Regions from separate parts of the Sus scrofa genome. Here region 2 is linked to region 1. A link is a contact called in public Hi-C data. All regions are on one chromosome and are shown on one strand. Each heading gives the region's core, a stretch centred on a gene start, on an enhancer-like site or on the middle of the called end of the contact. The rest is flanking DNA. Distances are from core to core; before and after follow the strand shown. Region 1 has its middle 45 kb from the start of TEAD4. Region 2 holds the start of FOXM1 (forkhead box protein M1).

Region 1 (5,342 bases), core at 170-2,669:
TAGGGCGAGAAGGCGGGTCTAGAGCCCCAGGAAAGGGTCTGGAAAGGGAGGCGTCAGCCACACTAAATAAGAAACTGTCCGGAATTGGGCTTTTGTTTTACTTCCCCAGAAAGATGGGGTGAGGTGGGCACGTATCTTCTCAGAAGGCTAGAGCCCAGCAGGTGGATGCGGCTGGGTGCCTTTGAGCTCATGGGTGTCTAATGTTCAACTTGAGGTTTTTTGTATTTTGCTTTGTAAACCCTCTTTGTCTCCCCACATCTTCAGTAAAGTCTGCTACACACACAAAGGCCTTTGTCAAGTGATTTGTTTTTTTATGGAAATGAAGGAGCCCCATGGCTGTTGATAAAGCACAAAACACAAAATAGCAGCCGCAGAGGCATCTGAACTGGACCAGCCAGCTGGTGGGAGCAGGAACTCAGAGCCGCACTCCGGGTAAAGTTCTAGCCCGTCCGGGGAGGACTGTGCCTCAGCTGCTATCCTGGCCAGGAAATCCCTTCCCACCTCCTGAGAGGCTCCTGATTCTGAAAAACCCAGATTGGAATCATTGGGTTCCAAGAGCGGTCAAGGCCAGAGGTTTAGGCAGGGCTTGGCGGGATGTGGTCCCCAGCTTGGTCTCTTAGGAACTTGACGTGGGAACCAGCGGGCCCGTAGGACTGGCTGGGTAGCCAAAATCAGAACCACGGATAATGGCCGATCGGTGAGCCTGAAGGCTACTTGGTCAGTTCACCCTGTGCAGCCCGGCTCCCAGGACCCTTTGTGGCAGCATCTGCTCTCCGTGCTCCCCAGGAAGCCAGGTCACCTGCGGATGGTGGCTGTTCAGGCAGGTACGTGGGCGACCTTGAAGGACCATATGCCAGCAGTGGTGAGAGTTTGCCCCGTCTCCACTTTGGGAACCTAAATTCTCCCATCTAAGGGTAATGGGCTCTCAGCCACCCAATACCATTCCCGCACCTCAGGTCAGGGAGCCTGGGGACAGCACCGGCCCCAGGTTTTTCTTGGGGCTCAAGTCTTCAGGTAGCTGGGCATCACAAGTGGGCTCAGGGTTTGGGATCGGGGGAAAGAGGGTAAGGGGAGAGCAGGCTGGGAGCACGCGGTTGTCCCCCCCAGAGCTTGTCCTGGCTGGTGTGGCCCGCGGCAAGCATTTATTGAGCACAGGCTGTGTGCCAGGTGCTATTTTGGGTGTGAGGGGGGTGAGGCTGGGGGATATGAAGGCATTTGCTCTCATGGAACTTCTCTCCCGGTAGGGGAGACCGATCCATAGTGAGCAATAAGAAAAAGTAAATAAACAGGAAAACAGCAGGAAGTGATTAGTGCTTTGACGAAAGTAAAGCAGGAGGATGTGTTAGAACAGGGTTTGGCCGTATCCGGCCCTCTGCTTGTTTTTGTGTAGCCCTGGAGCTAAGAATGGTTTTTAAATGCTTGGAACAAAATCTAAAGGAGACCAGTGCTGTGACGGGTGACGGCGGTCTGCAGTTCAAGTCCCAGTGTCGGGGAAGAGAGTGTTACTGAAACAGGCTGTGGTCACTCTGACCCGATAGCAACTTTCCTGCTATGACACGGACTTGAGAGGTGGTGGCAGAGACCACATGTGGCTCACGGTGGCCGTTCCCAGGAAAGCTTCCCCATCCTGGCTTATGGACTAACTGGGGAGCTTCCTCTGAGCCAGCGTCTCCAGGGGTGACAGCGGGAATGACTTCCAGGGTACCGAGGTGGGAAAGAGGGGCAGGAGGGGTGATATCATGTCCCTGCTTCATGGGGCCACAACTTCACCGAGTGACTGGAGGGAAGCAATGGTTACAGGGATGTAGTTCCCGCTCTAATCTGACCTGTTCCCTCTGGTTTATTTCAGCCTTTGTCATATGTGCTTTTGCTCAGAAGCCCGGTTGCTTACCTCTACTTAAGAGGGGTGCTAATGCCACTGGGAGGCTCTGACCGGGTGGCAGGGCTGGGAGGCCAGCTGCCTCTGTGACCATCAGAGGGGCTCTCACTTTAGGGTGCAGATTTCTTAGCCCCCCCAAATTACTTTATTGATTGAATTAAAGTTTTCAAAATTCATCCCCAGTATGTTCAGTTCAGGGTTAAATATCACATTTGTGGCACTTTTTTTTTTTTTAACATTCTTTTTTTTTTCATATCATATTCTTTTCCGTGATGGTTTATCATGGGATACGGAATATCCCCTGGCTATACAGTAAGACCTTGTCGTTTCTCCCTCTGTAGACAATAGCGGATATCTCCTACCCCCAACTTCCCCGTCCATCCTTCCGCCATCCACCTCCCCCTTGACAAACACAAGTTTGTTCTCTATGTCTGTAAGTCTGTTTTTGTTTCGTAGATAAGTTCATTTGGGTCATTTTTTAGATTTCGCATGGAAGTGATATGGTATTTTTCTTTCTCTGTCTGCCTTACTTGGTGTGATAACTTCTAGGTCCATCCATACATTATTTCATTCTTTTGAATGGCTGAGTCGTATTCCATTGTGTATAAGAACCACATCTTCTTTAAGGTTGCAGATTTCTTTGGCACATTTCTTCCTGGCCCACTCAGACTCTTGCTCTGGAGAACTGTCTGGCCACCAACATCCTGGGAGCCAAGCGGGAGAGAAGGCCTAGGGTTGCCCCCATGTCCAGTATGGGTCCCCTGTGCTGCACGGGTCTCTTGTGTTCCACTGGACCTGGTGTCCCCCAGCCCAAGGACCCTCTGTGTCACCCTCTCTGAGGAAAAGAACTCCTGCCTTCTGCCTGAGCTGGGAGGGACAGCCGTCCTGTCTTCATCCCACCTCCAGAGATCCCTGGTGCGGTCAGTTCTCGACGCTTGGTGAGTTCATTGGTAGAAGCCAAGTTCCTTTTTGGTTTCTCTGGGTTAGGATGCAGCTTTCTCTATCTGCTAAGGCAGCTGCCACCCATCCTCTTGTTTTCCAGTTTCTGGATTTTTGTTCCTTTCCTCCTGTTCTCTTTGTCTTTTAGGGTTGACGCCTTAAAAAAATTCCCTATATGATCACCTTAGAAGGGTCTCGGGAGGGGGGCAGCAAAGTAGGGGTATGTATTGAATCTACCACTTTGTGTCGTTAACTTTATTTATTTATTCAGTTAAATTTTTTCTTAGGGCCGCACCCATGGACGGCACATGGAAATTCCAAGGCTGGGGGTTGAATTGGAGCTACAGCTGCCTGCCTATGCCACAGCCATAGCACATGGGATCCGAGCCACTGAATGAGGCCAGGGATCAAACCTGCATCCTCATGGATACTAGTTGGATTTGGTTCTGCTGCGCCACAATGGGAACTCCCTGTGCTGACTTCTTTAAAATGTCACTCTGGCTGTTGTGTGGAAGGGGAGAACAGAGGGACCCAGTTAGGAGGTTACTGCCAAGTCAACGTAAGAGACAGTGGTGCTCTGGGCGAGGGTTAGCGGTGGAGAGGAAAGAAAGCCAATGACCTTGAGATGTGTTTTGAAGATGACCGCTGTGATTTACTGAGGCTTGGGTACAGGAGAGCGGGAAAGTGAGGAATCAAGATTAAGTCCAAGTGTCCTGGCTCAAATCACATGTTTACGGTGATGGGAAGGTCTTGGGAGGAGCAAGTATGTGGGAGGAGATCAGAGTTGAGTTGAGATCCCTATTAGACCTCCAAGTGGAGGTATCGGTAGCAGCTGCCCATGTGATTCCGGAATGAAGGGGAAAGCTCAGGGCTGGATTTAGGATTCATGGTGCCTGGGTTGGTCTGTAAGCCCTTGAGACTAGATGAGGCTACTCAGGAGGAGGGCTTGGCTGGAGAGGAGGAGGTATCCCCAGGTCTGCCCCCAGTCATTCCAACTTTTGAAAGGGAGGAAGAGGAGGGGAAAACCAAGAGAATGATGTTTTCTTTTCAGTAGTGAAGAGAAGAAAGCTCTTCCGGGGCGGCTGTGAGATGCTACTGACACGTAGGTGAAGGTGAGGACAGAGAGATGACCATTTGTGGCAGAGACTCCCTGGTTTCCCTTCTTCCTGAATAACAGGATCCCCCATTTTTAGCTAGGCACAGGGCCACTCAGAATAAAAGCCATATTTCTTAGTCTCCTTTGCAGCTAGATGAGGCTGTATGACTAAGTTTAGCCCATGGGGCTATGCGACCAAGTTTAGCCAATGGAGGAAAGCAGAACTGCAACTTCCCAAAGTGTCCTAATAGGGAGGGGGCGTGCTCTCCTTCAACCTCTCCTTCTTTTCAGTTGACTGGATTGTGAGGTGATGGCTGGATTTCCTGTAGCCACTTTGGCCTGTGTGACCTTCGGAATGGAAGTTACCTGTGGAAAGGCAACAAGATAAAAGGATCATGGGTCTCTGATTTCATGGAGCCCCATTATAGCTCTGGACAGGTTTCATATGAGAAAGAAATAAACTATCTTCTTTTTTTTTTTAGGGCCATACCCACAGCATATGGAGGTTCCCAGGCTAGGGGTCCGATTGGAGCTACAGCTGCCAGCCTACACCAGAGCCACAGCAACGTGGGATCCGAGCCACGTCTGTGACCTACAGCTCACGACAACACCATATCCTTAACCCACTGAGCAAGGCCAGGGATCAAACCTGCAACCTCATGGTTCCTAGTTGGATTCGTTTCTGCGGCACCATGGCAGGAACTCCTAAAATGTCTTCTTTAAATCACTTTTATTTTGTGTTTTTTTGGAATTAGCAGCCAACTTATTGCTAACTGATCCATCATGGGATCTGGCAATAAACATAGAGGCACAGCGTTTGAAGCATGAACAGCTGTAACAACAGCAACAGTAATACCACCCCTGACTCTTTATAGCACTTTTCAGTTTACAAAGTGCTTTCAAACACACTGTGTTGCTTGATGTGTGCGACTGCTCTGCAGCAGTGTGGGCATTCTCTTTGTAGACGAAGGCGCTGAGGCTCGGGGGAGGGATCACTCACTCCAGTCACCTGGTTACTGCCCCTCAGAGCTTCTGCTTCTACCCCAGTGCTCTGGCTCCTCACCCGGTGCTGGTGACCGGAGGTGGAGAGTAGGTTACGACGTGCAGGAAGTTCTGCCCCGGAGCCCGCCCGGTGCTGGGCAGAGAGCTAGAGACATTGGCATTAAGGAGCAGCAATGAAATCTTTCTAACCTCTTGGGAAAATACTTCTATTTCCACAAGGGAGGAGATCGTGGAGAATAATTAGAGAAGTAAAGATCAGACACCCACCAGCATTGGAGAGAAATGTGTTTGCCAGCTGGCGGGCTAGCAATCCCATTTTGGAAGGAACTGGGTAGCAATCAGATGTTCAGAGCAGGAGTCTGCCGAGCGTCTTGTGACTGTGGAAATGTTTTCTCCGTATCAAAGGGATCTGCTTCTCTTTGCAGA
Region 2 (5,940 bases), core at 3,100-5,599, 120 kb before region 1:
TCACAGATGAGGAAATTTCACAAGACTCCAGGCAGAGAGGGAGTTCCAGACTACATAGAATCACATTAAGTGAACCTGGAAATTCTGCTCCATGGGCCACTTGATCTATTTCCCTTCCTAGAAATTCCCCGCATTGGCCATTCACCCTAGTGAGTAACGGAACAGTTCACCTTAGCCTGACTCTGCTCCAGGTGACGATTCTCCTTTTCCTCCACCTCTTGCTTGATGCTGCAGGAGCCCAGCCCATCGGAAGTCATCTTTCCAAGCCACTGGATGTTGGTCAAGCTGTTGTCTAGAGGGCAGCCCGCTGCCTCGCCTCCAGCTACAGGGAAACAACCCAAGATGCCACAACCGCCTGACCCCATGCCTGGCAGACCCACCAAAATTGGTGGCTAGAGATCACCTCGCCAGGACCTCTGCCCTTAGGGACAGGGAGCATGTGCTGAAGCTACTGTGGCCCTCAGGTACTCTGCCCCATTAGGGTTTGGGGAGAAATTCAGGAGCCCAGTTCGAATTGCATTTCAACCTGAGTCACACTGAACCTTAGAAATCAGTCAAGGGAACCTTACAAAAGCATGATTATCTGCACAAAGAAAGTCACGTTCCTCCTCATGCTTTCTCCTTAATTAAGATGGAGAAAGACAGGGAACTATAATCACTTGTGATGGAACATGATGGAGGATAATGTGAAAAAAAGAATGTATATAAATGTAGCTGGGTCACTTTGCTGTACAGCAGAAATTGACAGAACACTGTAAGTCAACCATAAGAAGAAATTTTTTAAAAAATGGAGAAAAATCCCTACTTTCTATCCAATGCAAAGGACAAACAGAAACGGTAAACAAACCCTTTTCCAATATAAAGAAGGCAAAGGAAAAGCTAAATTCTACTGCAACCCTTTTGACACTGTCCAAAGGATCTGAGTTAAGGTTTCAGGATGAAGAAAGGCAGGGCTTTCCCGCCATTCAGGCAGACACCTGTCTGTCCTAAGCATCAACACAGCTGATGGTGGTCCTTGCCACCAGAGAGGGAAGGCTGGCTTCTCACCCCTTTGCCTTGCAGTCCACGTACCATAGCTCTCCCATCTCCGCCCAGGAAGGGCTGCAGGTGGTTTAGGAAGATTCGTGTCCCGAGATGCAGACTTTGGCCCCAGGGTCTCAGTTATCACTTCTGTGCTCTTGGGCTCATGGCTGGTTTGGGCTTGAGGCTGGGGTCCTGGAGGGTGAGTTGGGGCTCCCCCACAGCTGATGAGGATAAATTTGTTGGGCCCATTGCTGCCACTCTCCTTTCCCTTGGCGGTCAGTGCTGTGATGATGCTCTGGATATTGGCATTGTTGGGGACAGCCACCACTTGGGTATTGGGCATAGTGGGATGGTTAATAATCTTGATCCCAGCTGGAAACTTGCAAGGGTTGGACTCTGCCACCTCCTTGGAGGCCTGCACTTGACTAGGCTCTTGTTGGGCAGGGGGCCTCTTAGGCTCCTCTTCTGATGTTTCACCTGGGGCATTTTGATCAGGAAGGGGCAGCCTTCGTCTTTTGAGAATCAGTGGCCGACGGGGGCTGGTTTTCATTATGAGTCTGTGCTTTCACTCTCCATTGAGAAATCACAAGCATGGACCCTGGAAAGTGCAAGAAAGAGCAGGATGTCAGAGATCTGTTAGGAGGTTTTGTTAGAGAGGGGTGTTCCTCTTCATGACCAGGAGGGTAAGCCATGGGCCCAGGTGAATGGTCCCTGGGCCTCTGTAAAGACTAAAGACAACAGGAGCTGAGTTCTACGGAAGCAAATAGAGGCAATTCAAAGTGAGATTGAGTTAGTTGTAGGTCAACATAGCCAAAGGTCTGGAAGCTTAAGAATGTTTGGCAACAGGAGTTCTTGTCGTGGCTCAGTGGTTAATGAAGCCGACTAGGAACCATGAGGTTGAGGGTTTGATCCCTGCCCTTGCTCAGTGGGTTAAGGATCCGGCGAGGCTGTGAGCTGTGGTATAGGCTGCAGACGCGGCTCAGATCCCGAGTTGCTGTGGCTCTGGCGTAGGCCGGTGGCTACAGCTCCGATTAGACCCTTAGCCAGGAAACCTCCATATGCCTCGGGAACGGCCCAAGAAATGGCAAAAAGACAAAAAAAAAAAAAAGAATGTTTGGCAACAGATACAAGTAGGGGAGCTACAAAAATGTGGAAATGCCTATTATTGCCTACAATAATTCAGATCACTTGCAGTGACTGTAGGGGTGGGAATGCTAGAATGGACATTCTGATAAGTCCCTGATCCCATAATCCATTCTAGTCTGGAGCATTTACATATATATATATATATATATTTTTTTTTTTTTTTTTTTCCAGCCCCAACTGCAGCATGCAGAAGTCCTGGGCTAGGGATCGAACCCAAGCTACAGGAGTGATGACACCAGATCCTTAACCACTAGGCCACCAGGTAACTCTCCTATATTTCTCTCTCTCTTTTTTTTTTTTTGTCTTTTTGCTATTTCTAGGGCCGCTCCTGTGGCATATGGAGTTTCCCAGGCTAGGGGTCGAATAGGAGCTATAGCCACCGGCCTACGCCAGAGCCACAGCAACTCGGGATCCGAGCCGCGTCTGCAACTTACACCACAGCTCACGGCAACGCCGGATCCTTAACCCACTGAGCAAGGGCAGGGACCGAACCCTCAACCTCATGGTTCCTAGTCGGATTTGTTAACCACTGTGCCACGATGAGAACTCCTCTCTTTTTTTTTTTGATCTTTTTAGGGCCCCACTCAAAGCATATGGAAGTTTCCAGGCTAGGGGTTGAATTGGAGCTACAGCTGCTGGCCTACACCACAGTCCCACAGTCACAGCAATGCCAGATCCTTAACCCACTGAGCGAGGCCAGGGATTGAACCCATGTCCTCATGGATGCTAGTTGGGTTTGTTACCGCTGAGCCACAACGGGAACTCCCTCTTTTATATTTCTTATAATATTTCACTTTATAAATTAAAGGATCTGTGCCCACAGAATCAGAGGAAAAAGGCAAATTATCCGTTGCACTATTGTCACACCACTGAAGGAAACATCTCCCAGTTCATGAGACCTCAGATAAAAGGGAAACTGCCCCCTTCAAGGCTCAGGGTACAGTTGTGCAGATCATGGCTGACATTCACTTAACAGGCTATTATCCTTCCACTGATTTAGGAAAAAAAAAAAAAAACATTTTCCCCACAATTTGCAAAATATTTATATGGAGACATTTTATAACTTGTAAGTACTTATTCATATTTTGATTTTCTAGGCATGCGACTCGATTAACTTTCAGAATCAAGACCATAATCCCTCTCTCCTAATAGAATGTGCTACCATCAATGTGCCCGGTGGTTCTGTAATGTTAATGGAAATCGGTTTTATCTTTTAAAAATTGTGTTTTGTTGATTTTAACAGATCCATGAATACTCTACCATAATGTAGAGTTGTGTGATTCTACTGAGAGGTGCTTTGAGAGACAGAGGAATAGGTTGTCTCTTTTTTAGGCTATCTGCAATCTCCCTAAAAATGATTGTCACACTCATATGACATTTGCCATCTGCTTAGAAGTCACAGACCTTCTCCACTCTGCCTCCTCCCTTTCCTTTACATCTAGGTTTCCTCTCCCTTCAAATCTCAGTTTTACCTCCACCTCCTATCTCTTCTGGCCTTCCTCCCTCCACCCATCAATCAGAAGACACTAGTACTGGCTTCCTACCCCTCACCCCAGGATATCTTTCAGGTCTAAAGTTTAATTTTCCTTTCTATTCAGACCACCCTCTACCTCCAATGGCCAATCCTTTCTAGCCCGGAACGGCTCCCGCGACCCCCGCGACCCGACCCCCATCCAGACCACATAGGACAAGGGTCTCCAGGACCGCGAGGAGGGCCCTGGGAAAGGGCGGGGTGGAGGCAGTGCAGCCTAGTGGTGAGGGCACCTGGGCGCAGGGACTGGGAGCTGGTCGGTGTCGGTTCTAAGCGGAGTGGGCTCAGATGGATCCCATCCGCCGTCTGCCAGAGCGAGCAGGCCGCCCTTCCTCCCAGGGAGGGCCCGGGCCGCTCCGCGAGAGAGGTGAGGAGGCCGGGAGGTGGTGCAGAAGCGCGGTGCAGCCCCGCCACCTCCCGCCGGAGCCGGCCCTCCGCGCCGTCTTGCCGCCGGGCCCCCGGGCCTCCCTCCTGCCGCCGCTCACCTCTCTGCACCGTCAGCTCTGGGCTCCCGGAGGCTCCGCGCTGCTCCCACCTGCAGGCCGGGCCGCGTCCCCGGGCTGCGGGGTGGGGAATCCCGGGATCCCGCCGCGGGGGGGGGTGTTGTCCCGGGCCGGGGCCGGGGGTGGGGTCCCGCTCCGGAGCTTTCAGTTTGTTCCGCTGTTTGAAATTGGCGCCGGCGGAGCGTTGCGGTCACGTGACGGGCGTGGCCAATCGGCGGCGGCCTTGTTTCCGCGATCCGCCTAGTCGTCTGGGCGGGCGCTGCGGTCCAGCCCGGCAGGTGAGGTTGCTCGGCAGGCGGGAGAGGCCAGTGAGGTGGCCCCGCCGGGCAGTGAGGTCGGCGGAGCGGCGGCGGGTGAGGCAGGTGAGCTGGGGAGTCGGGACCGCCGGCGAAGCCGCGGCGGGCGAGGCGGAACCTAGAGGTGCGGGCGCGCGGCTCTTGGGGAGGGCGCTGGAGGGCTCCGCTGCGGCGGGACGCGGGGACACTGGGTATCACGGGCAGGCCCCGCAGCCCTCCGGGCCCTGAGCAGTCGCCGCCCCGGGATCTTACCCCCTCAGCGACTTCCCAGCTGGTGGAGGGGATGGGGGAACTGTCCTCCGTTGACCTGCAACCAGCGACCGTCCGGAGCCCCTACCGGCCTTCGGGCTACTTGGGCGCAGTTGTGACCTTGTTCAAGCTCCCTCCTCCTCAAAATTTACATACAGGCCGCAAACTCCGCCTCGGCTCTGAACCTTCAATCCAAATCTCGTCCCCGGCCCCATGCTATCGTTTATATGTGGTAAATTACTTTATTATTAACTTAGGCAACACCTAAGTTTAGTTGAGCACCCATTGTGCACCAGGCGGCGCTAGGATGCAGTGGCAGAGGGGCCTTTCTCCTGAGCTTAAGGTCTGATGGGAGGAGAAAGAAGACATTTTCGAAGCAAATTACCTATTTAAACAAATGGAGAGTTCAACTGTGAGGTGATAAATTAGAACTCGGGGATCACATTGAGTATCTCCAGTAAGAGGATCTGGCCTTAAGGGAGGTGAGAAGAGCATTTCCCAGGAACTCATGCTTGGTCTGTGATCTGATACCTTTAGGCAAAGGTGGGAGGGAGACCCTCAAAGCAAAGGGTGGGAGGTGCTGCAGGGCAGTGTGGTAGGAGGGGAGGAAGGGAGGTCTGCACAGAGGCTGAAGCGTCTCTGAGGAGTGTGAGCTAAGAGACCTGTGCAGAGTGCGTGTGAGATGAAGCTGGAACCAGAGCCTCAGGACCTTAGCCACCACTGAAAAGTTTGGCCCTTACAGAGAATCAAAACATGTTAAGCAGAAGAGAGTCAGGATTAGATTTGCAGTTTAAAGAGTTCACGGAGGGGTGTGCCTGAGTAGGCCAGTTAGGCTATTGCACTGCCCTAGGCCAGAATTGTTGGAACTTGAAGGGTGTGGGGGCCAGAGGGAGTAGGAGAAAGAGGAGTAGGGTAATGTTATTATTTTTCACAAAGGATTACTTTTATCAAATTTTGGGTTGAACCTAATAAACAAGTCTCAGAAAAAATAGATGGCCACTAATGCTGATCCCAAGTTTAGTACTGAACTATCACTAAACCCTATAATTCTGTTTCCCCCCCTTACAAGTATAAATTGACATAACACATTATATTAGTTTCAGTTGTACAACATAATGATTTGCATTTTGTGTGTGTGTGTGTGTGTCTTTTTTAGGGCTGCATCTATGGCATATGAAAATTCCCAGGCTGG

What was found. Hi-C and Micro-C count contacts between places; a contact is called where the count stands out from the background.
Region 2: a contact with region 1 is called in a Hi-C map of retroperitoneal adipose tissue, with 2.7 times the contacts expected there. The contact joins the promoter of FOXM1 here to the enhancer-like site in region 1. A contact is called at or near these places in 3 of 5 promoter capture datasets (fetal liver, liver and skeletal muscle), 15 of 47 Hi-C or Micro-C datasets (alveolar macrophages, embryonic fibroblasts, fetal skeletal muscle and 8 more) and 1 of 2 datasets of contacts at active chromatin or transcription factors (skeletal muscle).

The regions. Positions count from the first base shown.
Region 1 is chr5:67,119,663-67,125,004 of Sscrofa11.1, reverse strand. No RefSeq gene overlaps it. Among named protein-coding and RNA genes, the nearest start is that of TEAD4, 45 kb to the left of the region's middle. Within about 2 kb of position 1,419, at least 8 of the 83 cell types and tissues checked have an H3K27ac peak or open chromatin away from gene starts, as enhancers often do. A contact at or near this core is called in retroperitoneal adipose tissue and subcutaneous adipose tissue, where this site is marked.
Region 2 is chr5:67,244,628-67,250,567 of Sscrofa11.1, reverse strand. FOXM1 (forkhead box protein M1) reads right to left here and starts at 4,349. Exons shown (of 8, transcript XM_005664082.3): 1 at 4,186-4,349; 2 at 1,072-1,621; 3 at 171-322. The coding sequence starts at 1,573. It overlaps RHNO1 (RAD9, HUS1, RAD1-interacting nuclear orphan protein 1), which reads left to right and starts at 4,418. Exons shown (of 3, transcript XM_003126567.6): 1 at 4,418-4,565.